Linked DNA regions of Mus musculus: regions 2 and 3 are each linked to region 1. A link is a contact called in public HiChIP or PLAC-seq data. All regions are on one chromosome and are shown on one strand. Each heading gives the region's core, a stretch centred on a gene start, on an enhancer-like site or on the middle of the called end of the contact. The rest is flanking DNA. Distances are from core to core; before and after follow the strand shown. Region 1 has its middle 35 kb from the start of Gm19510. Region 2 overlaps Nsmce2 (NSE2/MMS21 homolog, SMC5-SMC6 complex SUMO ligase). Region 3 overlaps Nsmce2 (NSE2/MMS21 homolog, SMC5-SMC6 complex SUMO ligase).

Region 1 (4,630 bases), core at 1,019-3,518:
TGGCACTCTCCTTACTCCATCCTCTGATGCAAAACCTGAATAGTACCAGCTTGCACTCGTGTAGCATTTGATGACTGCTGGGACAGCTAGAGCTGCTCAGGGGCCTTGCCACAGCCTATGATTAATTGCCTCCATATTATTAATGAGGCAAAGCCCATAATGATTAAGTCAGATGACCACCACCACAAGTAAACAGGTATAAAACCCCAAGTTTCAGACATGGGTGTGGTAGGTTGCACAGTTGATGCTAGCAAGCCAGGAAGTAACACTTTACTAGGGCCACTACCCTGAGACCTCCATCCTTGTTTGAGTAAGATAAGGGCCTTTAATGCTACAGACAGGAGAGTTTTGGAAAACTGGAGCAGGTGATCACCAGAGTTGGGATAGAGATCGTGTGTGTGTGTGTGTGTGTGTGTGTGTGTGTGTGTGTGTGTGTGTCTGTGTGTGTCTGTGTGTGTCTGTGTGTGTCTGTGTGTGTCTGTGTGTGTCTGTGTGTGTGTGTGCGCACGCGCGTGTGTATGTGTGTGTAAACCTCAGGCCACATTTAGACTATTCTGCTTAGAGCACAGCATACTTTGAAATAAAATGGAGTTTGCTTTGTATTGTTTAATTACTACTGGGCATGGGGCTGCCTGGGAGTGTGGTTGATATACCCAGTGACACCCCTTTTGTCTGTGGGTAATAACTACAAATAACTTCTTTAAAGGTGGGACCCTGTGTCTACTTCTGCCTCTCAGTGCTGGACCCCTGTCTGGCTTCAACCTATGCAAGTCTTGGATGTGAGATCACAGTTAAAATCAGAAGGCATTTCATGAAAAGCTCTACTTCTGGCATTTGTTTTTCTCTCTTTTGAGTGTGGGTGTGTTACATGTATTCGAGTGTATGCACATTCATATATGTGTAGATACACATGTGTGCAGGCGAATGTGTACCTGCCCAAGGTTGATACTGACTCTCTGTTGCTCTTTGTCTTCTACACTGAGGCAAGGGTTCTCACTAAACCTAGTACTTGCTATTTCAGCTGGTCTAGCTAGCCACCTTGCTCTGAGGATCACATCTCTACCTCCCACATGCTGAGATTTCAGGTGGCCACCTTGCCCACCTGGCTCTTAATGGATCCTGGTCAGTCTTCACACTCGTGCATCAAGTGACCCACTGACCCATCTCCCCAGCCCCTATTTCTTGGCATTTCTCAAAACTCCAGGAGATGCGTGCGGCCCCCTGGTTTCATGTGCTGTGCATTCAGGTGTGCCAATAATCCAATTGGTTTCAGGTCAGTAGCCAGTAGCGCTGGGCTGTGTCACCCTGATAACAGTCACCCTCCATCTTCTGCGGTTCACATGTGTTTGCATGTGCTAAGCCTAGCCTGGCTGGCTCCTTTCTGTGCCCGACCAGATGTTAAATGCACTGGAGTGTGTGGCCTGGATTATCAGCATCACCCTGACTCACTTAGCATGGTGGAGACCTTTTCCTGCACCTTTGAGTCACCCAGGCAACTCTGAAGGTGTCCAGGATGCACCTGAGCCCAGTAAGGTGACAACCTCTGGAAATAGGTCTGGGGTGTGAAACTCAGCAGATGTCCAAGTATTCAGAGCTGACCAAAGTTCATCATGCCTGTCTGTCCTCAGGAGAAGAATCACAACACAACCAGCTGGCCAGGTCAGAGCTGAGAGTCTGGACTTCCACCAGCTCCAAGGAGAAGCAGTGCTTAATCTCCAGGGACCACACAAAAACCAATAAGGGAACGAATACAGCTCCTCTGAGCGTGTGCTCTTGCAGCCTGGAAAGTTCCCTATACAGTTGCTATCTCCTGTGAGATTGGCTAACACATGTAGCTAGGAAACCTAAAAAGGGGTGAGGTCACATAGAGTCAAGAACTCCTACCTCTCCACCCCTTTATTCCCACCACCACCCCCCCCTTCCTGCCATCAGAGGAAAAACTCTTCCATCTATCCAAGTGACTGTCTACTGCTTACTCCAGGGGGAGACACAAGGGTGACATCCCAAAACAAAGTCAAACCTTGCAGGACCCATTTCTGCATGCAAGGGTCTCTTCAGAGCTGCCCATCCTCTGTGGAAAGGGCTTTTGTGAGGGGCAGCAGCAAAGACAGCATCAGGCTCAGCCCCAGAACAAGCAGGAACTAATAAAGAGAAAGAGTCCCAACCGAGGCTGCAGCTCGGTGCTGGGACAACCTCCCTCTCTGAAGAGGGTACCCCACAGTGCCTGAGTCAGAGGGCTGTGAGCTCAGCCCCAGGCTGGCGGGCCGGGAGGGTGAGTCAGAGGGTGTGGAGAGAAGTGAACTTCTTCCCTGGCCAAATATGGGCTCTGTTCTGCTCTGTCTTGCCATCCTCACTGCCAGAGGCTGAAAGCTACATCTGCTCCACAGGACAGTGAGGTCCCTGACAAAAATGGAAACTATTCCTCCCTCCACTCACCCCCTCCCCTCCCAGGCCAGTGGGTGGCATTTTGCTGAACACTCTCCAAGCACCTTGCATTCCCAGCCTCTTCTCACCCAGTCTTGTTATTGATAGTGTAAAGCAGAGGCAACCATAGCGTGCTTTGAGTCTATTTTTTTTTTCTCATGATGGAGTCTTACTCCATAGGATGGGAGGCAAGAAGGAAAGAGAGTCCTCTGCCCCAAACACAACATGAAGAACATAATAGATCTGATCAACTCTTCAGTTCCTTAAATGAAGAAAGCAACAGCAACAGAGAGAGGGAGAGAGTGGGGGGGAGAGAAAGAGAGAGGGAGAGGGAGAAAGAGAGAGAGAGAAAGAGAGAGAGAGAGAGAGAGAGAGAGAGAGAGAGAGAGAGAGAGAGAGAGAGAGAGGTGTCCTCTGCCAACAGACTTAATTCCTTGAGGAAATACCTTGCATAGCATTCTTTATATGCCAGGCACTGCTCTAAATCTCAAATTAGCTCACTTACCATGAGGCTTCCCACATCTATCGTCACCACTAACCCCTGAGGACAGTGCTGCTACTATGAGACCCATTTTACAGATGAGGAGCCTAAGACTCAGTAGGTAACTACTCTAGTCATGCAGGCAGCATATGAAGCTAGCATTTCAGTCTCCAAACGCCAGTCTCACACTCAGTACCCTAAATAGAATTTGATTCATTTCTGTATCTCCGATGTCTGGTGCATGCTGGACAATATTAAATGTGGACCACATAGAGTAATTAATAAATGTATGTTTTCCAAGTAGACAGTGGATTCTGTAGCGGTGAGTTTTTAGCTACACCGTTTTTGTGCACCCAGCAGGTCATATGCTTCCAGCTACTTGCCCAGGAACTCTTTGGATTTGCAAATGGAACACACACACACACATTAGCTTATTTTTAATATGCTGTCTAGCTTAATGGCTGGGCAGTTCTAATCCTCCCACGGCTAGCATACTTTCCCTCCAGTATTCCTGGCTCAACACCTTCTAAATCTACCTTTAACTTTGCTGCCCTGTTACCTTCTGTGAGGCCCATTGGTCTTTACTGCCCAAGACACTTCTGGGCAGCCCTGTCAGGGGCTGCTTCCCTTTCCTCCTACATTTCAGATGATCTTCCCTCTGCAGCTCTTAATCTCTTCCACCTCCCACTGCATCATGGCGATCCTCCATCTCCTCCCCCACAGCAACTCTAAGAGCCCTGCCCTGTCACCCCTTTCCCAACCATTAGCCAGTGGCATCTTTATTGCTTGATCAAAAACCGATTGGGGACAAGGACCCTTAGATAAGGCCATACAGATTCCCAATTGGATCAAAGCATTAGAACCAATCTCCAACAGACTTTATATTGGTTTGTCAAGGTCTCACAAATGTATTGCACCCTATGCACTTACTGGTGAGTCTGAAGTTATCCAACTTTCTAAATCAACTTCCCAAATTGTCAGCTTGGGCCAGCAAGATGGCCCAGCAGATAAAGGTGTTTGCCACACAAACCTGATGACCTGAATTCAACCCTGGGAGCCCTTGTAAAGACAGACAGTCGTAAACTATCTTCACAAAGTTTTCCTCTACTCTCCACATACATATTGTGACAAACACAACCATCAACACACACATGTACACACAAATAATCATTTAATTTTAAGAAAAAGAAAGCATTACAGCTTATCCAAATGCCAGATGCAATTCTCAGGCTTCCTCCCTTTTCCCTGCCCCATTCTCACCAAGTGACTGGATCACCCTGTGTGACTGGTGCCTTTTAAGTCAGCTATCCTAGCACTCGGGAGGCAGAGGCAGGTGGATTTCTGAGTTCAAGGCCAGCCTGGTCTACAAAGTGAGTTCCAGGACAGCCAGGGCTATACAGAAAAACCCTGTCTCAAAAAAACAAGAAGAAGAAAGAAGAAGAAGAAGAAGAAGAAGAAGAAGAAGAAGAAGAAGAAGAAGAAGAAGAAGAAGAAGAAGAAGAAGAAGAAGAAGAAGAAGTAGTCAGCTCTTCAGGACCAAGGATGTAGTCCTGTGGTAGAGAACTTATCTGGGCTATGCAAAGTCTGCCTTCTTGGCACTATAAGGAAAAAAGAGTTTTACTCCTGCTCCCACCTCTCCTACACAGCCAAGCTGGGGCTCTCTCTTCTGTCTTCTTGCTTTGTTTTGCTTTGTGGTATTTGCAAGACAGGTGGCAGATGAAGGGC
Region 2 (4,630 bases), core at 809-3,308, 240 kb after region 1:
CAGTATGCAATGTTCACATTGTTAAAAAGAAAATCCTGATTGTTGGAATGGCTGCAGTCAACCCAGCTGTATTGTCTCAAATAAGCAGATGGCACAAAGGCTAATAGAGCGTTCAGTGAAAGAGCACAATAGGGCTAGCAGCTGCTGCAAACACAGGACACCTCCATGACACTAGAACAGCTCTGACAGTCCAGATCCACTTCCCGCATCTAGAAAGGCGGTTGCTGAGGAGGTACTGGGGCTTAGTTCTCTCTCCTCAGAAGCCAAAGGTTTATCAGGAACTCTTACCAAGGGTGGGAAGGGTTAGCGCTTGGCGAGCTTGCAATATCCATGTTCCTGCCTGTGCTACTAATAAGGAAGTGCTGAAAAATCACCATCACCATGTGTTAACTCAGAGCTGGGGGCGGGGGGGGGGGGGTTACACAAACAGTTCTCAGCTATGTGTCCGTCAACAAATCATCAACAACTACTCGATGAGAACAGAAAGGTGGTTTCTGCCCTTGGGGAACTTATTCTGAGATAGGAAATAAGAAGTGACAAACGACTGGGTGTGGTAGCTCATACCTGTAAAACTCATCACTTAGGGGACCGAGCCAGGATTGGCTTGATTTCCAGGCCAGCCTGGGCTACACAGTGAGACTTTCTCAACAAAACCAAACCAAAACAGAGACAAATCACACCAACAAACATGGTCCCTGTTCCAAGATCACTAACTTATGAACGGGGCCCCATGACTGGACTCAGGTTACCAAACCACCCGGCTCCTACGAGGTGACTTTCACAAGGACAAATACTTTCATGGCTGACAAAAGATCACTTTAGTCAAAGAGGGAGAAGTGTTAGAATTGTAGAATGTCCCTAGCCAAGCAAGCTCTCTACTGAAATGGCAGGTGAGCACGGGAAGCAGCCAGAGCTGTGCTCGTGTACACTGATTTCCTGACAAGGTTGGATGACACACTAGACTATTTTTAAAAATTATATGCTAGGATTTCAATCTGACTAGTGATTCAACTCAACTTCAAAAAAGAAGGAAGCTCACAGCAGTCTTTCTGTCTTGCTAAGCTTCTGCTGTTCCTGTCAGTCAGTCAGCGCCCAAATCCCAGACCTTTGCATTTGATGCAAATGTAGGCAGTCCTGACATGACTTACTCCTGGCCAGAGACTGCATTCTCTCTCTTAATAAAATGTGTGTACACAACAGACCTCACTATACATTTATTTCAGAGAAGACCTACGATGGTCCCCGAACGCTTCAGTAATGAGACCTTTCCATAAGAAAGCTACTTTTCTAACATCAGCATGGAGAAAGTTAAGGTTCCTGCGGCCCACCAGCCATGTGCTTGCACAGGGGAAAACCCAAGCCTTGAACTATCTCAGAGCTCCATCTGTTCTAACCGCCTCAAGCTACGGCTCAGCTCCCAGGTGCACCGAACCACATCTATCAAAATATTTACCCCTAAAATAACTTTGTAATAAGAGCGGAATGTCCTTTTTGATGATTTCCTTTGAAAAATACATACGTATTTAACCGGCAACTCCAAACTTTCAGAGAGGGCAGATTCCATGAATCTACGTAATAAAAGCCTCCCTTCACACTGTTATAGTTGCTCTACTATGAAGATTTACAAGCACAGAGCTTTATATGGCTTACATTTCCACATTTGTCTGTTTTGACTCTTGGCCTCCATATGATGGCAAGGATAGAGTGAGCCTTTAACAGAAATGCCACACTAAGGCTACAAGCTGCCAGTGAAAGCTACAAGATCTCTTGGCAATTTTTGGACAGGTTCAGGTGAATTTCAGCATCTGGGACTGGCATGTGTATTACAGATGGAAAAAGCAAAACAATACCCAAAGAAAGAGAAAAGCGGTCCTCCCAATTGAAGCAAAATCATACCAAAATCTACCCACCTCCCAGCCTCGGCCCAGCACTGAGGAAATACCTCTGCCATACTGTCAAAGCATAATCAGTTCCTAAAACAATGGCTCAGCGTTTGAGTCACCCAGAGCGTGAAGGGCAAGTGAAAGGTCAGTTCCGGCATGCTCCCACAAAGCAAACACGGAGCTTGAGCCAGCACCAGCCAGGCCTTGGCATGGCAACCACAGGGCTCGCTCACTTCAGCAACCCATGGGTTCTGCCCTCAGGCTTCTCCAGACCCCCCCCCCCCCCCACACACACACACACACTTCCTCTCCTCCAAAGGAACCAGGGAAAGCTGAGAAGCAAACCTGAGAGGAGGGCCAGGCCTGCTCAGAAGCAGCCCTCCATGCCACTGGAGAACCCAAAGATGGTGCAGTGCCTCCAGAACCAGTGGTCCTAGCTCCCAGAAGCTTCTGGAATTCCTTATGAGTACTTACTAGAACACCTTTCTTTCTCCCCGCCAGTCATTTCACTATAATCAACTAAAATCTGCACATGGTGGACACTGACAATGGATTTTTAAAGATCCCAAGTATGCTTATTATTTTAGATTCTCTGCCACTGACATTATATTTAACATCAAAAGTTGTACTAAAAAGTCAATTAAAATAATTTTCTAGCCAAAAATTTTTCAAAGAATTTTTGCGGATTTTTTGTCTTGGAACTCTTGGTCTTGGAACTCTCGGTGGCTGGCTATTCTTTTAATTTACAGTCTGCAGAGATGTCTTAGTAAGCACATGCGAGTTAAGCACTTAAAGAAGATGACAAAATCTTTGTTTATATGCAAACATATGTATGTATTTATCTGCAAACACACATTTAAACCTGTGATTGCTTTTGAGGTCTTTACAAAGAGGCTTCTCAGTTAGTCACCATATTCGTCATATCTAAGGACTACCAGTGCTTGACTGGAAGAGGCAGACAGGCTACTGGAGAAGGGGAGGCCCTCTGCAGGGAACAACAGAAAGATGCAAGTGAGATCTGAAGAACAGCCTAGTGATGAAGACGTTACCAGACTCATGTCCCAGAGCCTCCAACTCAGCAGACGGGAAATGGTCACTACGCAACAATCCCTTATGTATGTCCAACAAGGGTCACATAAAAGAAGAAACACTTCCACCCACCTGAGGAACTCATAACTTGTCTGAGGTTATAGAGCTAAGACTGGCATATGGAGTGTGAGACAGAAAGTGAAAACTGTCAAAGACCCCACATACCAGAAGCCCTCATGTAAGCAGTGGCAAGGAGGAGGGCGTAATGCACCTGGCACAGGAGCCACGCACAATGTCATTTCTGTAGAGACGCCCATGAGTGAACAGTGCCATGGAAGGCTAGGGGCATACTAAGGCTTTTCAGAAGTGACGGCATCGAGCAGGCTTGTGAAAGACAGGAAGTTCTTCCCCCTACAAGCAGAGTGACTTCTATGAGTTTTCTCTGCACATACGTATCAGGGATGACAGCACTAACTTCACTGGGCTTCTAGGGATGAGAAGAAAATAGACGCTGATGAATATACACAATGAAACCTTAAAAAGGAAATGCGTACATGCACATAGAACAGCAGCAGGGTCCAATCTACTCTCCTTTGTCTTTTGGCTTCTTCTCTGTTCAAATGTTCGTGGGCTTTCCACCATGGCAGACACTGTACCAGGCACTGTGTACATCATCAGGGAAAATACATGAAACATCGTTGTGTGCTCTTATCTAAGTGATATTCTGTAGCCAGAGATAGGAGGACAGCGGAGTGGGCAGAAGATGCAGTGTGACCAAAAGTAAAGCAAGAAGTAGGGCCTCAAAACAACCAGTCCTTTGCTCTGCAGAAGCAAGCGAGAAGGGGACTTGCCATCAGAGGGACTCATGGAAGGCCGCCAGGGAACAGGAAACGGGCTCAGCAACAGTATGGCAGAAGAGAAGATCTGAACGAGTTTAGTTTTGCTCCGCTGGTAAGGGCTCCCTGGAAGACTATAATGAAGCCATGCCTGGCAATGGCAGCTCACAGGGTTGGGAGCTGGGCAGATTAGGTGATCTTTGTCTGAGCAGCCAGTCTGTAGAAGGCTCAATCTGGAAGAGCTTGTGTTTCAGTTAAGAGTCCTGGAGCACTGGAGCAGGACAAAAGACAGGGGCTGGCTGGACCGATGGCACAGTGGGAGGTGAGGTGATCAAAGGAGCACAGAGTGCTGGTGACTGCTCTAGTAAATGGGCCAAGTATGCAGTGTAGGTTGGGCTGAATCACCGAGATGAGCAGCAGAGAACCAATAAATAACAGCTCCTGTCTTCCCTCCTTCCTGAGAGCACTGGAGGTCCATGTACAGAACATTTTGGAGGCCCAGGAAAGGAATGCAAAACTGGAAGAGCCAGGAGGGTGAACACCTACCGTGGCAGATCTTGGACAGTAAAATGAACAATAGAAATGACTAGGATTCAGAGGGTCAGGAGGTCGTGAGGTGAGGCTAGCCCACTGATCTGCTTGGCTATAACCTGGTCACAGCCTATGGACGACTCGGGAGAAGCAGAGAGTAGTATCTCTTTCCTGGAGTTCACAGCCCACAGGCAACAGTGTTTTAACCTTTAACTGTAATATGGTGATAATCGTGGCCAAGAATCAGGCACAGGACAGCCGGGGCATGACGGGGGAGCAGGTGATAATACGAGGGAAAGCAAGAGAAATTTCACAGAAGTTCCATCCAGTAAAGGTTGTATCAAAGGATGT
Region 3 (4,630 bases), core at 1,550-4,049, 190 kb after region 1:
CTCCAGACTCTCCAAACCCACTCCAGTCTTAAATCCTTTATACTCACCATCAGACCATCTTAAAAAAAAAAAAAAAAGCAGACAAAATTTTTTGTGGGTATTTGGCTAAGTCCACTCAAACAGCTCCTTACACTGAGCCCATGGGAAGCCTGGGATTTCAAGAGTCAACCTGCTGGCAAGCTAATCTTGCACAACATCCTAATTTATGTTACAGAAGTAAATGGCCATTAGTAACCTGGCAAATAAAATTTGGATCTCAAGTGATGAAAACATGTTTCACTGTGACCAATATTAAGTAGGTTGAGCAACAGAAGTAGTTACCCAAGTACAGCATGTAGGTGCAATGTGGCTATTCCTAACATTCTGGAAACTGTGTTACAGGAGCCAGTGGACAACAGAGAGGAATTATGTTTAGACATGTCCCCTACAGGAGGGGGAGCAGGGTTGTAAGTCAGCAGTAAGAGCACGACTTAATCCAGGGGCTAGGACCTATGCTCCCAGCGAGGTGAAGCCCTTTAGCCTACTCCTAGAGCCAAACCTCTACCCATCTGACTCTTCTCACCTCAAGAGTACAAAGATCTCACACAGGTAACCTAGTTTTGTCAAAGGTAATTGTTTTCTACCAATTACATGATTAGTGATTCACACTAAGTCACAGTTTATCAACAGTGGGTATCCCATGTCACTGGAAAGGAAAGGGTAAACAGACAGGATATGGGGTTGTCACATGGGACATTTCCAGACACAATGGCTACAAAGTACTAGTTTGGGGAGAGGAGACTCATTCCCATCATTCCCAGGTGACGAATATTCACTCGTCCACACACTGGGCAGCACAATGCCACACACGGCAAAGGGACGTGAGGCCAATCCTTGTGGCCAGCTTTGGCCATGTCACCTCTGCACCATCAAGACCTCAGGCTCCCTGGTTCTCAGACGCTGGCCCTGGTCTGTTCACAGCTTCTGGCTCTGTCCCTGTCAAGTCTTCCTTACTGCTCTCCAGTCTAGCCGAGGCAGTAGGGGCATGGAAGCCATGGTTCAGAGTCAGGCCTGGGAAAATCCTACCTGTTCCCTGCCCATCTCTGCACTCCGTGCCCCTTTTCTTCATGTGTAAGTGGGATGCTTAATTGGCAGGTCTACTGAAAAGATTTAAACTAATTTATAACTTAATGAATGACTGACCAATGTAGTCAGCACAGCTAAGTCCTTCTTCTCCCCCTCTTCCTTGGATTCTAGGATACGAGATGTGTTTACTGTGCTTCCTGCCTAAAAGCCTCCTTTCTCATCTTTAAAAAAAATTAATGATCCATTCTTACAGGACCCTGGGCCCTGCCAGACTTAATTCCCCTGCTCTCCCTCCAGTGCAAGGCTGGCATGATAGCACACAGCTTCCCGGAGTTTTCGATCTTTCCATTCCTAGCTGTATCCTCTCACATCCGTGATCTACCATCTTATTCCAGTGCCCGATGCACACAGGCCTGTGGCAGATTTTGTGAGACCCTAGGTCACAGGATGCTGTGCTATCATCTATTGAGAGGACACATCAACATATTAATCTGCTTTTACCTTTCATCTTTTGTTGGGCATTGCAACGTTAAACACTCCAACTCACCAGTAAAGCTTATTATGTGACATCTTTCTTCTTGAGGAGCCTTCCTTTTTTCTAACTCGATGGGTCATGTCACCAGGTCAATCACTGCCAAGTAAGTAACTTCCGGTCAATTTGTTCTTCCTTAAGCATCGGTGAGGCAATGGCAAAAACTTGCATTATTTTCTTGCTCTTTCTAATCAGAAATGTATGACCCCACCCACAGCTACCATTTTATCCCCTTTTGTTTGCAGGCCTAGATAGAAGCTTTCGGTGATCTCCTATGGCTCTCCCTAACATTCCCCCTCAATACCCTGAGAGAGGCCTCAAGGAAGGAACCAACAAGTATGAACTCTGTCTCCCGAACGCCCTGTGCTTTTAAGAAAGCCACCCAAGTCTGAGTGGGCATTCACTGGCACAGGAACACTGGCTTGGAGGAAAACACCTGTCTGAAAAGCTGTTCTAAGGAAAAAGACATTTTATGCAATATGCTAGACATGGCATGAAATGGCTGTTCAGGAATGGTGGCAGTGACTTTAACCCCCCTGAACCACTTTCGACCACCTAGTCATGTCAGTAAGACCCATGAGAATGCTGTCGTTGGCAACTGTTTGGTGACTTCTGGCCTCTTCAGATTCCTACTCTGACTCCTCCCCACCCATCCACCCCCCACCCCCGTGCTCTAAATCAGTTATACACACTGCTTTATAACAGGTTAATGCATTTTTTTTCTTCTTTTGTACACCACTCTTCTCAAACATATGCCCATGGTCACTGTGCTTTGGACTGGCTTCTCAGACCTCATTTCCAGATGTCCTTGAAATGACAACTCTTAATGAAAGCCTTCCTGATTGAATAGAGGAAACTCCCTTGAGGAAACCAATTCTGTTCTGCTGTGTCCTGCCATCTGCTCCTGAATTCCCATGTGATCTGAGTGAGGTACTTCCCTTCTCTATATTAACTGGGCAGGCAGGATACATTCAAGCTTTTCCTAGCCGAGAGACTAGATTGTTGGTGCTAAAATATGTGGCTTCCATGCCTTTTCTTGCCCTGAGAGAAACTCATGAGCCTTTGGCTTTCCTTGATGTCCTCAAGGGCTGAGCCCATTATCTCAGTAAGTCCCTAGCACAGCACAACACACTGCTGCCCAGGACTAATGTGTGCATTTAGACAACAATGATCAAAGCACCTCCAGCGAGGCACCGACAGCTGCCACTAGATGACTCAGACCTCTCTGAAAAATGGCTTAATTTAGCAGCCTTTCAGTTGTCTGCAGAACAGACTGTGAGTAAAGGACACGGTGAACAGAACAGAACATCTTTTAACTAGCTTGACCCCACAGTGGCCCTTTAAGGTCAGGCAGCTCTCGATAGCACAGAGAGAGAAGCGTTTGCCTCTGCTCTTCAGCCAGTAGAGAACCAGGGGCTGGGATAACCTGGGAAGACCCTGTACTGGCCGAGTGTCTTCTGAACCTAAGGCTGGCCTTGGTCACTGACTAGCCCTGGGAGTGACTCAGGGAATTGCTTTCTCTTCCTGGGCCTGGAAAACGGCTGTGGCAATGCTCCCTAAACCTGGCAAACTAAACTACAAAGACGCCTCGGTCCCCTACTCCTAGGGCTTTGACTCTGATGGCCTGGCATGGGCACAGGATGATGTGTTTCCTGTATGGTTCCCTCTCAGGAGCAAGTGCTGCTGGCAGCAGTGTGTAGGATACTGGATTCTCCACCTGGTGCTCCCCTCAGACAATCCTGTCTCTTCCAAGGTCCCAAACCAATTAGATGACATGGTCTTCCGCCCTTCCTCTTCCCTTCTCTCTTTAGAACCAAACTGGACTGTTTCCAAGTACACTGCATGGTAGCTCACCACATTCATGAGAACTCAAAAGAAATTTTGAAATCAAGGACTGGTTCGTAAGACTCAAGGGTTCACTGAAGAGGCAATCTCCTTTTGACAGAAACCCAAGCTCAAGTGCAGCAAGCAGCTCCTTCCTGAACACCCATTACTTACCAACCAGGAACACAGAAGGCACAGGCCAGGCAGAGGCCTGCTCTCCAGCACATGGGGATTCTTCTAAAATGGGCACGGTGGCTGCATGTGGCAGAGTGAGGGGGCAAGAGGACTGCTGTGGGTTTGAGGCCAGGGTGGGCTACACAGAAAGTACCCGGTCAGCCAAGATTACATAGCAAGACCCGATCTGAGACAAAAACAGGACCGGTGAGATGTTCAGCAGATAAAGATACCTGCACCAAGCTTGGTGAACTATGTTTGAACCATAGGACTCCAAGTTTGGAGGAGACAACGGAACCCTACATGCTGTCTTCTAAACTCCTGTATGTAACACAGCATGCACAAGCCTCCCACGATAAAGAGTAAATGCAAAACCAGCCAACTAACCAACAGCGAAACACTACCTGTTCATCTGGATTCTCTTATCAAGAGCTTAACTATTCAGTGAAAGTCTAATCAGACTAAGAACCTGTTCTGTAATGCGAGCTATGATGCACTGAAAGCCAGCACTCTGCTATGCATAGTCTGCAAATTATCTAATTTAATGGAGACAACGCTGATGCTAGTGCTTTCTCTCATGTTTTTTTGAAAACTGGAAACCTCAGAGCAGGCCAAAGCTAAGCATATTTAATTCTACAAACCATACAATCCTATTACTGTGACCTTAATAGCGGATAGACTTATGGTAGATATTTCTAGGATATCTGTGAATATGAAGGCTTATATCAAATCTGCCAATTTTCTAAGCATATATAAAGTGGAGACAGAAACATACCCTTTCCAGACATATCAAGTTGCTTTACTTAGGAGAATGTAGACACACTGGACAAGACACTAAACTGCAGACTCTAGATAACTTCCTCCTCTGTGTGACCTTGCAGTTAGTTTTATATCTATTGTTGGGGAAATTAAGCAGATTAAGTCCACACAGCAGCTTTGGTCTTCTCAATAAAGTCTGCAACTCTGATTTGTCCCAGAGCTGCAGCTGACTGGAGCTTAGAAGCAGCCGAGTCTGGATTTCCTGTGTGCCGCTCT

Evidence for each region. HiChIP or PLAC-seq counts read pairs in DNA pulled down with a chosen protein or histone mark.
Region 2: a contact with region 1 is called in a FOXA1 HiChIP or PLAC-seq map of pancreatic cancer cells. The contact joins two enhancer-like sites. A contact is called at or near these places in 2 of 484 Hi-C or Micro-C datasets (muscle stem cells and nephron progenitors), 3 of 115 datasets of contacts at active chromatin or transcription factors (memory CD8 T cells, microglia and pancreatic cancer cells) and 1 of 9 other capture datasets (embryonic stem cells).
Region 3: a FOXA1 HiChIP or PLAC-seq map of pancreatic cancer cells shows a contact between it and region 1. The contact joins two enhancer-like sites. A contact is called at or near these places in 1 of 15 datasets of contacts at CTCF or cohesin (the NIH/3T3 cell line), 1 of 484 Hi-C or Micro-C datasets (muscle stem cells) and 1 of 115 datasets of contacts at active chromatin or transcription factors (pancreatic cancer cells).

Annotation. Positions count from the first base shown.
Region 1 is chr15:59,757,454-59,762,083 of GRCm38.p6, reverse strand. No RefSeq gene overlaps it. Among named protein-coding and RNA genes, the nearest start is that of Gm19510, 35 kb to the left of the region's middle. Within about 2 kb of position 2,268, at least 148 of the 459 cell types and tissues checked have an H3K27ac peak or open chromatin away from gene starts, as enhancers often do. A contact at or near this core is called in muscle stem cells and pancreatic cancer cells, where this site is marked.
Region 2 is chr15:59,521,624-59,526,253 of GRCm38.p6, reverse strand. The region is part of intron 4 of Nsmce2 (NSE2/MMS21 homolog, SMC5-SMC6 complex SUMO ligase); the gene reads right to left. Among named protein-coding and RNA genes, the nearest start is that of Gm36677, 94 kb to the left of the region's middle. Within about 2 kb of position 2,058, at least 149 of the 459 cell types and tissues checked have an H3K27ac peak or open chromatin away from gene starts, as enhancers often do. A contact at or near this core is called in muscle stem cells and pancreatic cancer cells, where this site is marked.
Region 3 is chr15:59,565,875-59,570,504 of GRCm38.p6, reverse strand. All of the region lies in intron 4 of Nsmce2 (NSE2/MMS21 homolog, SMC5-SMC6 complex SUMO ligase), which reads right to left. Among named protein-coding and RNA genes, the nearest start is that of Gm36677, 50 kb to the left of the region's middle. Within about 2 kb of position 2,799, at least 89 of the 459 cell types and tissues checked have an H3K27ac peak or open chromatin away from gene starts, as enhancers often do. A contact at or near this core is called in muscle stem cells and pancreatic cancer cells, where this site is marked.